Regions from separate parts of the Ovis aries genome. Here region 2 is linked to region 1. The links are chromatin contacts, called in public Hi-C maps. All regions are on one chromosome and are shown on one strand. Each heading gives the region's core, a stretch centred on a gene start, on an enhancer-like site or on the middle of the called end of the contact. The rest is flanking DNA. Distances are from core to core; before and after follow the strand shown. Region 1 holds the start of GPR3 (G protein-coupled receptor 3). Region 2 overlaps WDTC1 (WD and tetratricopeptide repeats 1).

What was found. Hi-C and Micro-C count contacts between places; a contact is called where the count stands out from the background.
Region 2: a contact with region 1 is called in a Hi-C map of hypothalamus, with 5 times the contacts expected there. The contact joins the enhancer-like site here to the promoter of GPR3 in region 1. A contact is called at or near these places in 6 of 16 Hi-C or Micro-C datasets (blood, hypothalamus, liver and 3 more).

Annotation. Positions count from the first base shown.
Region 1 is chr2:239,621,613-239,628,350 of ARS-UI_Ramb_v3.0, reverse strand. It overlaps GPR3 (G protein-coupled receptor 3), which reads left to right and starts at 3,585. Exons shown (of 2, transcript XM_027965442.3): 1 at 3,585-3,731; 2 at 4,776-6,738. The coding sequence starts at 4,781. The coding sequence ends at 5,773.
Region 2 is chr2:239,698,712-239,706,465 of ARS-UI_Ramb_v3.0, reverse strand. WDTC1 (WD and tetratricopeptide repeats 1) reads left to right here. Exons shown (of 17, transcript XR_009599448.1): 12 at 1-150; 13 at 3,160-3,395; 14 at 4,769-4,946; 15 at 5,593-5,785; 16 at 7,007-7,264. It overlaps LOC121818843 (U1 small nuclear ribonucleoprotein C-like), which reads right to left. Exons shown (of 1, transcript XM_042245120.1): 1 at 7,269-7,754. Among named protein-coding and RNA genes, the nearest start is that of TMEM222, 18 kb to the right of the region's middle. Within about 2 kb of position 2,920, at least 18 of the 54 cell types and tissues checked have an H3K27ac peak or open chromatin away from gene starts, as enhancers often do. A contact at or near this core is called in hypothalamus and liver, where this site is marked.

The DNA of each region.
Region 1 (6,738 bases), core at 2,336-4,835:
CAGTGTGATTTGGGCAAATCGTCTGGCTTCTCTGGGCTTTACCTATGAAATAGGGGTGTAGGATTATCGTATGTACTGGGCTCTGGTCTGGCATCTGGTAGGTGGGAAGGGCTGGAGGGGGAAGTCAGTGACGAGGAGAATCAAGGAGACAGGGAAGGGGGCCTGAGGATGAGAGAAGAAAAAGGGTTGCCTTTTCTTCTAGATAGCAGATCTTTGGGGAACAGACCTGGTTGGCAGTGATGGCCTCAATTGTCCTGTTGACATGGGGCAGTTTTGGAGCACGAGAGAGTGTGCCCACATGAAAATCCATAGCCTCAGACTTCCCTGGCAGTCCAGTGGTTAAGACTCGTGTTTCCACTATAGGGGACGCAGGTTCAGTCCCTGGTCGGGGAACTGAGATCCTACATGCTGCATGGCACAGCCAAAGAAACCCCAAAACAAGCAAATAAGAAACTCCACAGCCTCACTTGAGTCACTTAGGTCTCCAGGGTTTCTCAGGGTTAGAAATGTCACTTCACTCTTTTCCTCTTTGGCTGACTGAGGATTGCCTCCGTCATGAACCAACACCATGATTCTCTGGATCAGGAAATTCTGACCAACCAACTACTTCAAGGGAAAGGTGGTCATTGATGTTCTTCACCCTGGAAGGGCAACCGTATCCAAGACAGAAATTTGGGGAAAATAGCCAAAGTATACAAGACCACACCAGATGTCATCTTTATATTTGGAGTCAGAACCCATTTTGGTGGTGACAACTGGCTTGGATGTGATTTATGATTCCTTGGGTTATGGGAAGAAAAATAAACCACCACCACCTTGCAAGACATGGGCTGCCTGAGAAGAAAAAGAACTGAAGGACAGAATGAAGGAGCTTGGGGGATCACAAAGACCAATGTAGGTTCTGGCAGAAGGAAGGATTAAAGATCCTGCAGTGACTTTATCTGTGGTGATTGTGCAGATTTTTCATGAAAGGATTAATAAACTATGTAAAATAAAAAAAGATCATGCCACTCAGAAGAGAAGACGACAGTCTCTCATACATCTCCCCTCTATTTGTGTGTGTGTGTGTGTGTGTATGTGTGAGCCATATGGCTTGCAAGATCTTAGTTCCCTGACCAGGAATCAAACTTATGCCCCCTGCGGTGGAAGTGTGGAGTCCTAACCACGGGACCACAAATGGGTTCCCTCTCATACACCCTCTCATGCCAACCTCCCAGCAGCCTCTCTGAGACCAACTGGACAGCTGTTGAGACCTGGCTCTGACAGGGGAGAAAGTGGACATCCGGGTTCCAGGGGGCAGATGTTCTTGTATTCCCTTTGCTGCCCCGCTTTCCTCAACACTGTGCGTATTACTGTTCCCTCCGTGATTTCCTTCTCTTTCTCGGATGTTGCTTTTTGTCCAGTCATCCAGTCAGCAAGTATTTATTGAACACCTCCTCCACGCCAGGCTTTGTTCTCCAGCACAGACCAGAACAAAGTCTGTATCCTCTTGGAGCTTATATCTTGGTGGGGCTGACATGTCTTTTCTCTTAAAACAATAAATTTACAATTTCAGGAGTGCTAAGTGCTCTAAAAAATGATAAGGAAAGGAGGGAGAGAGTGACAGGGGCGGGAGTGGTCGTCTAGGGTAGAGGTTGGGAAAGCCTGCTCCGGAAGATATTGACTTGGCCGCAGAGACTCTCAAATGGAGTAAAGGGGTTCTGGGCAGAGGGAACCGCCAGGCAAAGCCCAGGAGCAGGAAGCTTCTCACCCAGTCTGTGCTCTCACTGGTGGGGTTCCCTGAAGCTCCTCCTCTCTGCTCCCTCCCCGCACACCCAAGCCTCCCAGGTGTCCTCCTCCTGCAGCCAGCACCTCCCAGCAATTCCATGCAGAAGATACTAACATGGTCTCTCTTTTTCTTAACTTTTATTTATTTATTTGGCTGTGCTGGGTCTTAGCTGCATCACGTAGGATCTTGTTAGTTGCCGCATGCAAACTCTTTAGTTGCGGCTCATGGGATCTAGTTCCCCTGACCAGGGATCAAACCCCAACCCTCTGCATTGGGTATGTGGCATCTTAGCCACTGGACCAATTGGGAAGTCCCTGTCTCTAGAGAAAACAGGCCCAAAGAGCCTAAGATATTCACCCAAACTAACTGCTGACCACACCACCTGCTAACCACCCCAAACTCACCATGTGCAACCTGAAGTACAGTATCTTCTCCAGCCCTGCCAGCCCCATGTACCCTGCCACTGGCCGGCCCCCTCCTTCTCCCTGCCCCACACTGACTGTGGATACTGCAGTGGTTCTGTGCTGGGAGGATAAGTGGTGGGGCCTGGGATCTGGGCCCTCACCTGGTCCCTGCCCCCAGCCCCTTCCCACAGGCCTGGTTGATTCCAATGAGGATCAGAGCTCGAGTTGGAGGGTGGAGGAGGCAGCTATTTCCCCTTTCCCAGAACTGGCCATATCTGTGGCATCTGGAGAAGTCAGCTGGGAGAGGTTCCCTGGGAACAGGAAGAGGTGGGGAAGGGGGAGTTTCTTCTCTGTGCCCTGCCCTGCCAGGGTGCCTAAGATGGGAGGCCGAGGGGGGCCCGCCCTGGGGACTGAGCTGATGGCTTTCTGCTTCCAAGTTCTTCCCGACTCCTGCTGCTTCAGGGAAGTGACCCCCCCCACCCCCCCCCCCACCCCCACCCCGCTGGCTTTCCAGATCCTTGAATAAATAATTCAAGTTTTGAAATCTTGCCAGGCCCACCCCTCCCTGTGCAGTGAGGGCGCTATTGGGCTGACATGATTGACGTCGCCCAGCTCCTTCTGCCAGCCCCGGCATCAGGAGGGCTGGCCCGGTTACTGTCAGTCCAGACCCTCTACCCTGTCCCACCCCCCTGGGGGCCCACAGTCACCTGGTATCTTCATTCCAGGACCCTATGACCCTTATCACAGCCTGGTCACTTGTGACAGGGTCACGGTGACCTGAAGAACTATCACCCAGCCCCTCCACCTTCCCTTTCCTACCGCCTCATCCCTGAACCCCATCATGGCCCAGCGTCACCCTGACACTGCTATGGTTGCCCTGGGGGCTTCCTTCTCCTCCTCAGCGTCGCACTGCCACCATCCCCCCAAGATCCTGTCACCGCGCTCATACCGTCACTTCCACCCACCTCCCTGCTCCCTCGTGCTCCTGTCACCATCACCTCAGGGCCCCATCGTCTTGGCAACCCCTGTCATCCTCACCGGGGACGCTCATTCAGCCCCCATCACTCGGGCTCCGTCACCTGAATTCCGTCAGCCTGTCTCTGCCACCCGAGGGTCCCATCACCTCCACAAACTCTCCGGGGCCCCTTTCTTCCTCTCCCTCTAACACATGCCCCCCGCCACCTCCCTGAGACTGCAAGGGCTCTCGCACCAGCGACCCCGAAACCCCCGGCCCGTAGAGGGCGCAGCGTCAAGGACAGCGCGGGCCGACTCAGAAGGGGGCGGAGCCGCAGCCACGGTCGCTTTTTATGAATGGGGGAGCGGGCGGCACGAGGCCTCATTACTATGCCGAGCGGCGCGCGCTGCGCCCCAGCGCGACGCACCCATTGGCCAGCCGGGCCACTGACGTCACCAAAGCGGTGGTCGGGGGCGGGGCAGGACGGGGTGACTCACGCCGCTTCTCCCGCGGCCGCGGGGGCTTCTCGGGGTCCTCACACACCCTGCGCAGCCCGGACCCGAGCGCAGCCTCCCCGCGGCCCGGCCGCGCCCCGTCCCGAGAGGTGAGTAGCGGGCCCCGCCTTGGGTACCAGGCGTCCAAGAGGGCACGCAGGATGCTGGACGCTGGGCAAGCGGTCAAGCTCCCAGCCGTTGGTTGGGGTCGGAGGTTGAGACCAGGAACTCTGAGTCTGGGCTAACAGGAGGGGACCCAGGGTCTGGGTGATAAGAGCTGTCAGCTGGGTAGCCCGGCGTGGGGTGAGCACTCCTGCAAGGACCCGAGGCCCTGAAGGGACTGATGGTCATCTGAGTTTGGGCCGGCAGGAAGCGTCTGGGCCAGGAACCAGGCGTCCGAGCAGGAGGAGGTGTCCGACTTAGAAATCCAGACGTCCGGACAGGAGGCGGAGTCAGGCCCAAGAGCCAGGTGTCCAAGCAGAGGGAGGGATCTGACTCCAGGATCCTGGCTTCCAGCAGGGGGTGTTTGTCCCAAAGACCCAGAGGTTCAGGCAGAAAGAAGGGTCCAGCTGGGGGCAGAAGTCTAGGCGAGTGTGTGTTGGGGGGCTGAGGTCCCAGATGTTGTTACCCTAAGAGTGCAGGGTGGGGGCTGGCGGGAGCTTCACGAGCATTCTCTGGGGGCGGAGTCTGGGGCTGGCCATACTGAGAATCGTGAGGGGTCTGGTGAGCCTCAGAAACTGAGCGTCATCCTCCCCAGTGGGGAGGGAGCAGAACTGCTGTCAGTCTTGAGATGTCCCCTCCCCCAGTCCTGGGCCTTTCCCGGCTTCTCCGGGATCCTATGGGCCTCCATCCACTTATGGTAGTCCTTCATCTTGTCCTCCTCGGTCACACACATGGGAGAGAGACCTGCGGGACTCAATGTATTAGAAGGGAGAGGGGAGCGACCCACCACAGGGATCCCCAGACCCCTGCTGGCCTAGGGGCATAGGTGAAGACAAGGGTATCCTGGAAGGAGCTTCAGGGCATGGGAGGGGGTGGGCAACCTGGGACCCAGCCAGGTATCCTGAGGAGAGACCCCCCCCCCCCGACTGCTTCCAGACCCCTCTACCCAGCACCCAGCCCTGCCAGCTTCTCACAGGGCGTTTCTCCTACAGGTACCATGATGTGGGGTGCAGGCAGCCCCCTGGCCTGGCTCTCTGCTGGCCCTGGAAACATGAACATGAGCAGCATGGGGTCCACAGAGGGGCCCACAGGCCCTGCTGCACCGCTGCCCACCCCCACGGCCTGGGACGTAGTACTGTGCATCTCGGGCACACTGGTGTCCTGTGAGAACGCGCTGGTGGTGGCCATCATCGTGGGCACTCCCGCCTTCCGTGCCCCCATGTTCCTGCTAGTGGGCAGCCTGGCTGTGGCAGACCTGCTGGCGGGCCTGGGCCTGGTCATGCACTTCGCTGCTGTCTTCTGCATTGGCTCAGCAGTGATGAGCCTGGTGCTGGTTGGCGTGCTGGCCACGGCCTTTACTGCCAGCATCGGCAGCCTACTGGCCATCACCGTTGATCGCTACCTTTCTCTGTATAATGCGCTCACCTACTACTCAGAGACAACAGTGACGCGGACCTATGTGATGCTGGCCCTAGTGTGGGGGGGCGCGCTGGGCCTGGGGCTGCTGCCTGTGCTGGCCTGGAACTGCCTGGATGCGCGGGCCACGTGCGGCGTGGTCTATCCGCTCTCCAAGAACCATCTGGTGGTCCTGGCCGTCGCCTTCTTCATGGTGTTCGGCATCATGCTGCAGCTGTACGCCCAGGTCTGTCGCATCGTCTGCCGCCATGCCCAGCAGATTGCCCTCCAGCGGCACCTGCTGCCTGCCTCCCACTACGTGGCCACCCGAAAGGGCATTGCCACCCTGGCCGTGGTGCTTGGCGCCTTTGCCGCCTGCTGGCTGCCCTTCACCGTCTACTGCCTGTTGGGCGATGCCCACTCCCCACCCCTCTACACCTATCTCACCCTGCTCCCTGCCACCTACAACTCCATGATCAACCCCATCATCTACGCCTTCCGCAACCAGGACGTGCAGAAGGTGCTGTGGGCTGTCTGCTGCTGCTGTTCCTCTTCCAAGACGCTCTTCCGATCCCGCTCCCCCAGTGATGTCTAGTCTCATCCTGGTGACCCTCCAGCCCTCATCACTACAGAATTCCAGAATGTTAGGTCCTCCAGGGCTTTGTTCCAACCCCCAGCTCCACACCCCAAGACCCAGCTGGTTCTGGAGTTCTAGGACTTTGGGTGTTTCACAGGATTCTGTTCAGATCCCTGCAGGGCCCAGCTGGCTCCATGGTTCTAGAATGTTCCGGTGGTCAGGGTCCCAACTCAGAAATGTCCCACAGCCCAGATGGGCTTGGAGTTCCAGTAGGCTGCTGGGTGTTTCACAGTGCCATTCCAAGTCCCTGACCTTCCCCCTCCCTTGACCTTGACCATGTCACTTTACTTTTGTGTTTCTGAGCTAAAGAGTCAGAGAGGTTAGTTACTCCATTGCCTAGATAAGAGAAAGGTTTATCTGTATATATGTGCACATACAAAGAGAATATCTATTTATTATTTATTTATGAATTTATTTATGGGTGTTAAGGGGAAATAAAGAGACCCACACCTTGAAATCCAGGCCATACCAGGGTACTCCCAGTCCCCAACACCCTCATTTCTGACCTCAGTTCCTAGAGGGGGAAAAGGGAGAGAGAGAAACCACGTATTTTGTTATTATTTTTGCTTACTTTTTATCGAAGAGATCATAGAAACCAGAGCCTTCTCCCCAGGCCCGCCCCCTCGGGTTTGCAGGGGGAACACACCAGCCTCTGGTTTTTTATTTTTTTAAGAAGCCATCACCTGAGAAACCGAGAATTCCTCTGCTCTGGGGGCCGACTGCCCTCTGGTGGCCGTTTTTGGGGAACTGCAGCCGGGTCGGCCGTCGGAACCAGGCCAAGCAACCCCAGCTCCACTCCAGGCTGGTGTCCAGCACCATAGCCAGAGCCTGGGGTCAGGTCTCACCCTGCGGTGCCCTACAGGAGGCAGGGTGCGAGCCAACACCTGAGCCCTCTGCCATCTGGGGTAGGGTCCCCAGTGCAA
Region 2 (7,754 bases), core at 1,671-4,170, 79 kb before region 1:
CCTGGAGCGGGTGAAACAGCAAGCCAATGAGGCTTTTGCTTGCCAGCAGTGGACCCAGGCCATTCAGCTTTACAGCAAGGCCGTGCAGAGGGCCCCTCACAACGCCATGCTCTACGGGAACCGAGCTGCTGCCTACATGAAGCGCAAGTGGTGAGTGGGCCTGATGGAACCAAGTTGCTGAGGCATCCAGGGACAGTAGCAGTGGCATCCTGCTGCCCCTCAGGGCATGTTAGGCCCAGGCCTCTCACCCATTCCTGGTTGGTGGTGGGCAGGTGCCTGACCTGTTAGTCAGGAAGCTTCAAACACCAGGAGAGCTCACAGTTAAATGGAACATGTTCACAAGTAGCTTCAGCATGTTAGTGCTGTGGTTGCTGGAAGTAGGAATTGGGAGAGTGGTTAATCCCAGTCCTTGGAGAATTGGGCCTTGAATCGGACTTTTAAAGGGGCAGTAGAATCTTGCTAGATGCAAATGAGGCCCTGGTGAATTCAGTTGCTATCTGTTTGAAGTGATTGTGCAGCGCCTTGACCTTGGAGTTTGCTGTCCTATGCTCTTGGACCCTTTGGACCAAGCACAAGCAGGATCCTAGACATCTGAAGCTGGCTGTGGGTCTTGCTGTGTGGTAATGGCCAGTGGTAAGGGAACAGGTCCATATCCTGAAGAACCCTTTATCTTTGAAGACCACCAGGGCCCCCAGCCCTTCCGCCTACAGCACCAGCAGGCAAGCAGGCAGGCAGACCCCATCCCCCAGCCAGGGCCAGGATGGGAGATGGATAAAGCTGGGCCCACAGCCATTTCTGCTCCGTCTGGCATCCGTCGGCTCTGCCCAGACAGACAGGCCAGCTGGTGTGCCATCGTCTGGCTGCAACTCGGCAGGCCAGAGAGGGAAGCTTAAGAAACCCACCCAAGTCAGCAGGCTGGTGGATGGGGGTTTGGGAAGATGCTGCCCCCACAGGCCTTAGCTCAGACATCAGGAGTTGGCCATGGGCTCAGATGGCAGCCAGCCCCAGGAGATGACAGTTGGGGGCCCTCCTGGGGTGTTTTGCCCCTCTTTTCCAGCAGGTGGGTAGAATGCAGTGGTCTTCATGCAGGCTGTAGGCTGAGCACACTCTCCTGCATTTTGCTGAGAAGGACTGATGATTTCCCAGTCCACAGTACCCTTAACATCTTCTCTGAATCCCTACTATGCACTGAGAACTAGAGACACAAAGTTCTGTCCCTCCGAGTTACTGTGCTCCAGAGCGCACAGCCTCTGGACAGGGGATAAAGAGGTGGGCATGGTCCATCACCGAAGAGGCAGGAAGCAGTGAGTCTTTGAAGGGTCAGGTGAAGTGCCATGGGCAGAGGAAAAGTCGGGTCACTGTACCTGGGGATCAGGGAGCACCGGGAAGACGTGGTGTCTGCTTTCAGTGTGGGCAGGCTTAGACAGGAGAGGAAAGCGGGGAGGGGACTGTGGGGGAAGGACATTCCCAGGGAGATGAAACGGTGTGAACAAAGGCGTGGGGGTGGGGGACTGACTGAAGAGCTTGTTTGCAGAACAACAAATCCATTTGGCTGGAGCAGAGGGTTCGGGAAGGGACTGGCAGGAGATGAGTCTGTGAGGTAGCCTGGGGCCAGCCTGGGAAGGTCTTGGAATGCAGAGCGGTGGCGTTTTGGCCTCGATTCAGTGGATGATGGGCAGCTACTGAAGAGTTTCGAGCAGCAGAGGGAGGTGTTGAGGGCTGTCTTTTCAGGGAGATTGAGCTGGCAGCAAGTCCGGATGGGTGCGCCCTGGGGCCAGCTTGCTCTCTCCCCATCCCCACGTGCCTGCCAGTGACCCTTAGAATGTCACGTTCTGTCCCAGGCCAGTCTCCCCAGGGCAGCCATCTGCTCCTGGATGCGGTGGGAGCTGTCGCCCTCTGGCTTCTGGCTGCTTTCTGGTCTGGCTCTCCCCGGGAGTTCTGAGGGGCACCTTGCAGGCGGTAATTGGGTTTCCGAAGCGCGCCTGCTCCTCCGTCACAGCCACTCGTTCTGACGCAGCTGCGCCGTCGGGACACTCTGTCTCCCGCCCGCCTCCGCACTGCCAAGCCTCTTGTCCCTGCTCTGAGCACCGGTGCTCCCTCTGGGTGCTGTAGGAGGGAGGGTCAGGAGCACAGCTCCAGCGTCAGACCTGCCCTGGCCCCCGCCGCGCACAGGGGTTGTGAGCTGCGCCTTGGTGGGGAGGCCATGGTGGGGGGGGGCGGTCGGCGGCGTGCTTCTTAACGCAAGTGGGTCCTAGGCCCGCCTCACCCCAGCAGAGGGGAAAAACGGAGAAGTGGATCCTGTGAGGACACCTGGCTCTCCAGTTGAGAGGTGGGGCTGTCTGTGGACCTGGGCAGATGTGTATTCTATACTCCTGCACAGGGTGGGAGGAGGAGGGGCTTCTTCTCTGACCCTCCCCACCCCGCAAAACTATTCCCACTTCCCCACATCCATGCTTCGGGAGTTTGGAGAAGTTAGTGTGGACAATTTGCAGCTCCTGTGGCCTATGCCCGCCCCCACTCCCGCCATCCACTTCCAGAGGAGTGACTCTGCCAGACCGTCAGGCCCCGTCCTCCAGCCCCGGGAGGCAGAGGCCACAGCTGCTGTGGATCAGTCAGCCAGGGCAGAGGGGGCCTGGCTGAGGACTTGCTGCCTGCTGGTCAGCAGCCTGAATCCCCAGCCTGACACTTCTGGCTTCCCCGGACCACAGAACTGTCCTTGAGGGCCCCCTGCCTCAGACCTGGCTTTGAAGGCCAGCCGGGGGGATCTGAGGAGGTGGGTGGAGGAAAGGAGAAGGAGGGCCTGGGAGCCTGAGGCGGGCAAGATGCCAGGCCTTCTGCTGCAGGGCTGCGGGTGCCTGGGGTGAGCGGGTGCACAGTTGCACTCTGTGTCCAGCAGAGGGCAACCCGACACTGGTTTTTGCCTTATGCCCACCCTCTACCTGCCAATACGCCAGGGTTCCTGGCTTTCCTCCTAAACATACTCTGCCTCCTAGAGAGCAAGCCCTGGGCTGAACCAGGATTCTGTTCATCCCCAAATACCCTTGCCCTGAGATCGCTCAAAGGTGGGCTGGGGTGGCCACAGGAAGCGACAAGACTGAATGGGGACTCCCTACCTGCCACGGGGCCCCACCTCCAAAGCACACTCCCCTGCCTTCCCAGGGATGGTGACCACTACGATGCCCTGAGGGACTGCCTCAAGGCCATCTCCCTAAATCCATGCCACCTGAAGGCGCACTTCCGCCTGGCCCGATGCCTCTTTGAGCTCAAGTACGTGGCTGAGGCCCTAGAGTGCCTGGATGATTTCAAAGGGAAGTTCCCGGAGCAGGCCCATAGCAGCGCCTGTGACGCATTGGGACGTGACATCACGGCCGCCCTCTTCTCCAAAAATGACGGTGGTGAGTAGAGTGCGCACTGAGGAGGGGTTGCTGTCACTCTGTCTGTTGGAGATGCTGCGTGACATTCTGGAGAGGACGTAAGTCCTGAGACTGGAGAGGCCTGGGCTCACACTGATTGAGAACCACGTGACCCTGAGACAGTCACTTGGTCTCTTAAGGATTAGCAATAGCGTGTTTAAGGCACCTGGTGTGGTTCCCCCGGGGCTCAGGATAGGGGCTCAGGATAGGAGCTAGGTCATCCTCTCCTGTCATAGACAGGGCCTTGGCCGTTCCGTTGGGATCCGAGCTCCAGCTAGTTGGCTAGAGTGCACTTGCTCCAGATTGCATGGGTGCAGGAGAGACAGCCCACAGGGCAGTGGTAAGGCCCCGGGCACAGGGATGGAGCCTCGGTTCCAGTCTCAGCTCTGCCATGTGGAACCATGAGACTGGGCAGAGCACAGCCTCTCTGAACCTGCTGGCTTATTTGTACAGCATGTTGAAGGGCCTGCCCTGCTCCTCTGGGTAGCGCTGGAGAGTGAGCCAGGTAACTGTGCAGTCTGTAAACATGAGAGGGGAGCTCACTGGGGGCAGACATGCAGCTTCCTCTTCTGCTCTGCAGCGTATTGGACCATGGATTGATCCATCTGTCTGGATAGTGCCAGGCACTGTGCTATGTCCTGGGAATACATCTAGGAACAAGTCAGATAGAATTTCTGGATTCAAGAATTTATAGCCTGGGAAGGACCCTAGCGATGAAGGAGAAGCAAAGAAGGCCCCGGGGGCCTGATAGGGTGTGAGTGCAGGGGAGGGGTTGAAGGCAGCCCGGGGTTTTTGAGGGAGACGTTCAGGCAGAGATCTTGAAGCTGGGGAAGAGGTGACTAGGCAGAGTGTCGCCAGAGGTGAAGCGTCTGGCAGAGGGGCCAGCGCGTGCCAAGGCCTTGAGGCAGGCAGGGACAAGGCACTGAGAGAGCTGGTGTGACTTTACTGAGGCGCGTATGCGGCCACCAGGACCCAGGCTGACTTGTCCTCCGGGGCGGGAGGGCTAGAAAGATCACCCGCTCAAGGCTCTCTTGGCAGCGCTTTGCCCTCCCCTCCCCGCCGCTCACCTCCACACCAACAGACCTTAGGGCCGGGCATCCTCGGGGCTTCCAGACGTTATTCAGGGACCTAAGCCAAGGCCGTCCTGGCATCAGCGATCTCCTCTTGAACACCCTCAAGGGCAGGATGCACAGATGCCTCTTTTCCACAGTTGTTCCCAGTTTTCCAGGGTAGTGGGAGAGGGACAGCCCTTCATGGCTTACTACTTGGACGGAGAACGGGGTGAAGGGTGGGGAGGAAACGGGGAGGCGGGGAGAGACGGGCAGGACTCTCACGGTCCCTGTTCTCTGCCCCAGAGGAGAAGAAGGGAGCCGGCGGTGGCGGCGGCCCCGTCCGCCTCCGAAGCATGAGCCGTAAGGACTCCATCTCCGAGGACGAGATGGTGCTGCGGGAGCGAAGCTACGACTACCAGTTCCGCTACTGTGGCCACTGCAACACCACCACGGATATCAAGGAGGCCAATTTCTTTGGCAGGTCTGAGGCCCTGAGAAGGAGGAGGGCCCAGCCCAGTTGGCGGCAGGAGGTTGAGGGTGGCGTGGGGACCTAGGCTTTCAGAAGTCTCAAATCCCAGCTCTGTGCCCTTGGGCAGATGGCTTCACCTCTGTGAGCCACCATCCCCCTCCAGCCCTCCTCTGTAGATGACATACTCTTTTGGGTAGGTGAGATCCATGAATATAAATCAAGCATCTCCAGCAAGATCCCTTCTAAATATCAGCAGTGTGTTGGGGGCAGGTGTGCTGTAGGGTCTGGGGGTCTGGATCCAGAGAGGCTAGGACTACTGAGGAAAAGCTGAGGCAGGAGCATTCCCAGAGACCCCTGAGAGGCAGGATCCGATCCTGGCACCCAGGGGGCTTACGATGCACTTTGAGGGAGAGTAAGTCAGAGGGACCTCGGCTGTCTGTGACCCCAAGGTTAGGAGAACAGTTGGACAGTGACACGACTCTCCAGTGTGGAGAGGATGCTCGTGTGTGTGGGAGTTCCGAGTCGGGTGAAGACCCCAGAGTTCGGGGGGCTGAGTGGCTCCAGGCTTCCCTGCCACCCCCTTTCCCTCAGCCATGCAGCCTGTGGGCCATCCCCCGACCTGACCTCCCTGCTCTTTGCCCCCCCCCTCCCCCGCCAGCAACGCTCAGTATATCGTCAGCGGCTCTGACGATGGCTCCTTCTTCGTCTGGGAAAAGGAGACCACCAACCTGGTCCGCGTGCTGCAGGGCGACGAATCCATCGTCAACTGCCTGCAGCCACACCCCAGCTACTGCTTCCTGGCCACCAGTGGCATCGACCCTGTTGTGCGGCTCTGGAACCCCCGGCCGGAGGTGAGGGGGCGGGCAGGGTGGCAGAAGCCAGGCCGGGAGGAAAGAAGGCGGGATGCTCTGCAACGCCTCCAGCTGAGCTTGTGTGGGGCGGGATGGGAAAGGAGTCACAGCCTCACGGAGGCAAGGGGCTGCCAGGGGAGGAGCTCTCTCCCCAGGGGTCCAAGCTGCGTCAGGGCAGGAGCCAGCGAGTTCTGAAAGCTCCAGATGAAGCGGGCAAGTCCAGGGGCATATCCGTGAGCCAGGTGTGAAGGTGAGCCTCACACCCGGGAGGCAGTGGCCCAGTAACTGGGGCCGGGTGCGGGAGGGCAGGGAGGGCACCCGCCAGGGCACCCGCCCCACCCCAACACCAGCTCCCAGGTCAGCACCTCCCTTGGTGCCCTGCCCCTCGTGTCCCTCTGCGTCTTGTCCCCCAGAAGCCCTGCAGAGGCCAGTGCCTCAGGCACCCGGGCAGCACGTAGGCTTTGTAGTCTGATGGCCCTTAGTTTGAATCCTGGTCCCTTTACTTAGACCTGAGGGACACAACCCATGTTTTTATCATCTGTATATTGGAATGGGCATGACAGCACCACCTCAGAAGGTTGCTTTGAGGATTAAAGAAGTGATGCCTGTGATGCGTCTGGTCCACAGGGACACAGGGATGGTGTGGGCAGTCAGGTGGGCTGGCCTGAGGCCTCCCCTGCTCTCTGCCCACCTCCTCCCACTTCCCAGCTGGTAAAACAGAAGTCAAGAGGTGGATCTAACTCCAGAGGCAATTTCCTATACATTTTAAGACCTTTCCTTGAGGGATGAGTGGCAGCAAAAGAACGGGGTGGGAGAGCTGTGTCTGCACCCCACCAGGGTATGGCATCTGTGCCCCGCACATCCTGGGGCGAGGCTGCCCTCACCCGTGTCCATGCACCGCCCCCCTCCACATGCTGTGTCCTCAGCACTTTGCAGTGTGGGGCCCACCAGAAGACGCTCTGCTGTGTGTACCCTCTGGGATAGATCCCACTGTGTGTGACCATGTGCCCCCATCCCCAGTGTAGTGCATCATCCCCCTCACGTGCATCCTGGTGGCTGTCTGTCCATTCGTCCACATACATCCCAGACGTGTTTCCCTTGCACCTGGGCACCCATGGGTACACCCACACACACCCCCTGGTATGTACATGCCCCTCCACACGCACAGCTCAGTCTGTGATCCCCGCAGTAAGCATGCCTCCCCCGGCCCCCCTCCTGCAGAGTGAAGACCTCACTGGCCGAGTTGTGGAGGACATGGAGGGCGCCTCCCAGGCCAACCAGCGGCGCATGAACGCGGACCCGTTGGAGGTGATGCTGCTCAACATGGGCTACCGGATCACGGGCCTGAGCAGTGGGGGCGCCGGGGCCTCTGACGACGAGGACAGCTCGGAGGGCCAGGTGCAGTGCCGGCCCAGCTAGGCCCTCCCAGCCCCGGGCCCAGCCCCCGCCATCGGCTGCATCCTCCGCCCCGGGCAGGAGGTCAGGGGGTTCTGTTTTGGTTTGTCTTCCCCGTCCCCCCATTTTTTTTTTTTTTCATTTTTCCCTGTTACATTTGTTAGTTTGGCATTGCGGGTGGGGATTGCTACAACTTGCTGGCTTTTGGACTTTTGGGCAGTTGCCCCTTGACTGGCCCCAGCCCTGAGCAGATGAGCAGGAGGGGAAGCCCCTCCATCTCCCCTGACCCCACCTCCCCCCCACCCCACATCCCTGCCTCAGGTCGGGAGGCCAGGGCTGCTGCTGTCTCCGGGGACTGCCCCACCCTTTGGCTGGCAGCAGGAGTGGGGTGGAATTGGACAGGCTGACGGCGAGGCTGGCTCCCTCCTGGTCTTCAGGGAATGTTCTAGAAAAGGACAGGGTGCCCCCCCATCCCTGCAGAGCCCCTGTGTCAGGGTGGAAACAAGTGAGGAGGGAGCCCTGGAGTGGGCACAGTCAGGCCACTGCCTCCTGGCAGCCTGGCATCCTTTCCCTA